2 separate regions of the Cyprinus carpio genome follow, and region 1 is linked to region 2. Evidence: chromatin contacts called from public Hi-C data. All regions are on one chromosome and are shown on one strand. Each heading gives the region's core, a stretch centred on a gene start, on an enhancer-like site or on the middle of the called end of the contact. The rest is flanking DNA. Distances are from core to core; before and after follow the strand shown. Region 1 holds the start of sigmar1 (sigma non-opioid intracellular receptor 1). Region 2 holds the start of LOC122134206 (transmembrane protein 267).

The links. Hi-C and Micro-C count contacts between places; a contact is called where the count stands out from the background.
Region 1: a contact with region 2 is called in a Hi-C map of liver, with 15 times the contacts expected there. The contact joins the promoter of sigmar1 here to the promoter of LOC122134206 in region 2. A contact is called at or near these places in 6 of 8 Hi-C or Micro-C datasets (liver, red blood cells and skeletal muscle).

Annotation. Positions count from the first base shown.
Region 1 is chrA10:2,003,160-2,005,859 of ASM1834038v1, reverse strand. sigmar1 (sigma non-opioid intracellular receptor 1) reads right to left here and starts at 1,394. Exons shown (of 4, transcript XM_019111147.2): 1 at 1,110-1,394; 2 at 632-832. The coding sequence starts at 1,254.
Region 2 is chrA10:1,364,667-1,367,366 of ASM1834038v1, reverse strand. It overlaps LOC122134206 (transmembrane protein 267), which reads right to left and starts at 1,317. Exons shown (of 3, transcript XM_042764678.1): 1 at 1,185-1,317; 2 at 200-607. The coding sequence starts at 571.

The sequences.
Region 1 (2,700 bases), core at 145-2,644, 640 kb before region 2:
ACATTATAAATAAGTAAATAAAGTAAATATGGGCTTATATATATATATATATATATATATATATATATATATATATATATATATATATATATATATATATATATATATAAAATAATTGAAATTAAAACAGTGTGTTTGTTTTGTTTATTTTGTTTTGAATTGTATTTTTTGTTTTTTTTGTATTGTATTGTTTTTTTTTTTTTGTTTTGGTTTTGTTTTTTTTTTTTGGTCTGTGTATATATATATATATATATATATATATATTCAACTTATACTTAATTACATATTTTATTTTAGTTTCAGTTTATTGTTATTGGTGATTCCCATTAGATTATCAATATAGTAATACAGTATTTTTTATGGTATTAAAGAAAAAATATTGAAAAAAAAAAATCACCATACAACATACACATAAATGTAATGGCAGTGAGTTTTTTTTTTTTTTTTTTGCAACAAGTTAATTAGATTGTAGTGCTTAATTTAAAATAATAATAGTGTCACAAGTGCAAAAAAAAAAAAAAAGAAGTCATGATCTTACAGTACGCTTCATGTTCTTTAAGCAAAATATATCTTTTTCTTTCTTTCTTTAGATTTTGAGGACAAATAAGGCCTGGAGATCTTCTTGACCCACCTGAATGTCCACCCGTGTCCACGGCCGTCCCGAACAGCAGCACATACTCTGTGAGAGAGGCGTGCAGCAGACACATGGAGCCCATCCAGCCGCCCGCATTCACAAACACCCACTGCAGGTCCTCGTCGGGCAGGATGTGACCCGGATACCTCTTCCTCAGCTCCACCACCACCTTAGAGAAGGCTTGCTCGTGGTCCTGGCCTGGGACACACAAACAAGCTTAGACATCCATCAGACAAGTGACAAGTTAGGAAGAGTCATTACTGGACTGTTATGTTATCAGATGTGGTATTTGCTTAAAATATATTTTAAACCACTCTTTTAGATTGACAATATGAGCATGTGAATACAACTCTGAAGCTCTGCGTTGCTAGTAAGTGTATATTCGTAATAGTACTATTGCTATAGAGACCAATTATCGCAATATCTTACCAACAGATGTAACTTCAGAATAAAGAGGTGATGTGTGTTTACTCACCTGCATACTGTTTGGCCAGCCTGGAAACGTCTTCTTTTGTAAACACATACTGTTTATTTGCCATCCAGTATCTTATAAACTGAACAGACAACCCCAGAAAACCAAGAACCACCACCATTTTTAAAACAATTCGTATTAAAGACATCGTAACCCGACCACAAATGACTGTTTAAAAGTAAAACGCTGCCTGAGATCGCAAAAGACATTAAACAGAGTTCATTCAGACACACGGCATGGCACACATGAAAGGTGACGGACGCTGACGTGAGGTGACGTCACGCCTGTGGCAACCAATCGGCTCCCACAAACGGCGAGTTCTAGTCCAATGAGATCGCTCAGGGGGCTACACGGAAGAAGGCGGCTCGAAGGTGCATCATTATCATCAACATTGCCACTAAAATACGCAAAATGTACCTGCGCTGTTTGTCGGTACAGTGAAGCATATCGAATAAATTAATGTATTTATGTATGCGGTATTATTTATATCCTCGAGGAACCTGTAAACAGTGCCAGCGCTGTTCGGGTTCTTCATCTTTAGAAGCCACATACTGCGTTTAACTGCGCAGCACTGTTCACTTGAGGACACTTAGGGAGGAAGATCAAGTGAAAACTTGAAACTCTAAAAAGAAGCAATTAATTTATGTTAAAAAACCCTAAACAGGTGATCGGATAGATTAGGTAATTACAGGGGAGTTTTATTAAACAGTAAGTGGTAGGACAGACAGTATCAGTAAACCCATGTTTAAACCAAAAGGTGAGGAATGTTTTCACATATTGACACATATGCATATTTATTCTCTAAGCTTTGAATTGTGCATGAGACAAATCTACATGTGATGTAACGTAATGACCTCTTTTTGTTTCATACTCCTGTGGATTGAATCCGCTGAAAATAGTGCTCTTGCTAGAGGAGTCACGTGATGGCTGGCTGTGCAGCGCTCATGTGATTTAACTGAATCATTTTACAGAATCGGTTCGTTCGGACAGTTTATGTCAATGAACCGGTTCAAACTGATTCACCAATTAGGCATCCCTTCTAAAGTTCCTTCACGGAATCATTTCTAAGAAAAATACATTTTTAGTTAAATACTTTTATTTACTACAGTGTTTTGAAATAGGTGATATAATTCTGTGGAAAGGACAGGTGGAGAAACAGCCAGAGGACAATATCCCACGGCATGACCCAAAAACCCCCTCTGTCCCGGCAGTGTGAGAGCTAATGGAGAGGGGAGCAACTGGACAGTTTCATAATTTACTTTCATCAGGATCTACAGTTTAGAAATTGTTTATGTTGTCCTTGCCCTATATATATATATATATATATATATATATATATATATATATATATATATATATATATATATATATATATATATAATTTTTATTTATTTATTTATTTTTTGAAAGATATCCGAGCTCTATTAATCTTATAACATTACCTCACAAAGAAAGATTCAATTTAATTTGTATTTTTATTGCAAATAAATAATCGTGAAAATGGTTTAATCAAATTGTAACAGATTTTTTTTTTTTTTTTTTGTACCTTAGAAAATAATTTTTAACAAAAGTCACATTTACATGCATAGTCAAT
Region 2 (2,700 bases), core at 68-2,567:
TACATGTAAACACATTATGTAAATATTATTTTTTGTTTTTTTTGGTAGCGATTAATCATTCAGCAAATACAATAATGCAGTATTTTCAGAACAATTAGGCATCTAATTAAGATTATTATAAATTATATTTATTAATTTATAATTACTGTAACTGTAAAAACTGTAATATATAAAAAAAAAAAGAGACAAAAGGCCTCACTTTGAGTGACAGTGACCCAGCCGTGTAGAAGTGGTCCAGGTCAATGACAGAAGCCAGAAACCCGGCCAACACGACTTCATAGAAGTCACTCTTCTTCCTCAACCCGATGACGATGGCCCATGACCAGAGTCCGATGATGCCGTGGACGGCGTTATCGAGGACAGCCCTGAGCCACAGATGGTGCTGGATGAAGGGGAGCGTCAGAAAGGGGTCGGCGAGGAAGCAGAAAGCGCCCAGGCCCGCGCTGGCTAACAGAGACGCGGTGCTGAAGGTCTGGAGCAGGGCCTGAGCTTTCTCAGTCTCCACGGCCAGGTTCAGCGGCATCGCCTTGCCCAGAGATGAGGAGTCCAGCTTGGAGTAAAAGCCCCTCATCGCTGGCCTCTTCCATGGAGGGGTCCGGTCCCCGATCTGCTGGAGACACAAACACACACTGATTACAGCAGGACAGACAGTGCTCTCAAAATAAGATTTAAACCTGTCAATTAACACATCATGTTTGCATATCTTCAATAAAGGCATGAGCAGATCAAACATTCATAATAATATTAGCAGCAGCGTTATATATAAACATATACTGACACATACGACCTGAAAACAAACCGCCGTTGTGTATATTATATAACACCAAAAATAAAATAAGAAAGACATTACATATAAAATCATTGCATTAGAGTCTAATGTGATGCAGGCTGTCTGGATATTTCACATGTAGAGTTTTAAGTCTTGCAAAACTGCACTGTAATTCTGATTTTACATTGAAATACATAAATCAGTATTATGATCGGACATCTTTGTCTCGCGAGGGATGTTCTTACACAATTAGCATTAGCTTTGCTGCTAACTAGCTCATCAGCTAATTCACTGCTCAAGGCAAAAGACTGCATTTATTAGCCAAGATAACAACATTCACATGAAACCTCTAAACCGGTACTGTCCTCACACTAAATCAGAAGCCTGCTGTATTCACACACACTTCTCTCCTCACCTCATTTCACTCTCTTCTCTTCCTCACCGGCCTGACAACGGACTTATGCTTCCTAGAGACGTTTGATTCATGAATCACTGAACCGGTTCATCGAATTGAATCGCGAGTCGAACTGAAATGATTCCAACACGAGTCAGATCATAGTTTTTTTTTGTTTTTGTTTTTTTTTACTTGTGAATTAATGTATCTATACAGCAAAAGTTGTTGTTGTTGTTGTTGTTGCTGTTGTTTTTAGTCAGTAAATGAATTGCAATAATATGGACTTTCCATGCATAGTAATTCCAAATAATCAATTTACATTTTTTTTTTTTCTTGATCAGGTGGTGGTTAAATCTCCAATAAGAACGTAGAATACATCAGCTTTGAAGGTAGGCTGTGCTCTCTCCGTCTCTCCTCTCAGTCACTGTTTTCAATTTAAACATCTCATATTAACATTAATCACAGATCACAAATGTGTTTATTTTATATTATTTGTATTTTTTTTAATATACACAATAAATGGAAACAAAGATGCTGCCATCTGCTGGGGAAATAGTTGTTATATTAATAAAATAAAAATAAATAAAATCTTTCAGCATTCCATACTTAATTTAAAAGGACAAATTAGGGCTTTTTCTGTTTCAGTCATGATTATTCCAACAACTAAACTGTAAAGTGTACTGAGTTGTCTAAAACAATAAATACATGTCGTTCATTACTCAAAATCCCATTTATGATTAGAATAATTACCTATTCTAAACACAAGATACGCAACATTATAAAGACTGTACATGCACATTCATAAATACAACACTTGACTGTCACTCTTTTAAACTTTTAGTTTATCACTAATCTAAATACACATGTGGTCTGCGTATGTCAGGGGGTTTAAGAGTTCATCCTCGGTTCAAGTCCTTAAGGAATCTCACAGAACAGAAGAGCTGTTTAACACTGGGACTGTGTGGACCAGTATGACAGGATGAACTGAGGTTATCACAGTCCTTAAGAGAGACTGTAATCATCTGATACTTGATGACATGAGTGATCGTACAGGACGTTTACACCCTGATATTTTCATGACAATGTTAAATCCTTGGGCCTGCATGATAAGTACTAATTTGTAACCTTTTTTTTTTTTTTAATGAGTGTAATATGATCAAATCAAGTGATACAAACAGTTACTTAATATAATACCATAGTACATCACACGTTGTAATTACAAAGGCTAGGATGTTAACGCTGGTCCGAAATGTAATCATACACAGACATGACCTAAGGCCAGATGAGATGATTGAACTGTGCAACATGGTTCATTGTAAACAAGGCAAAAAAGTATCAACAACCTAGTATTTTATAGAGTGCTGGTGATATTTTGTTTCAAAATCTCCTCTGTCAGCATGACCTTTATGTGACAATGGGCTGGTTGTTTTGTCTGGGCTTTTGTTACGCAGGGAGGGTGTGGTTTTTGTAGCACATGTTCTAGATTGTTTTTAAATGTGGCCTTGGTGAGAGGTATTTGGACGTCACTGTTCAGGAT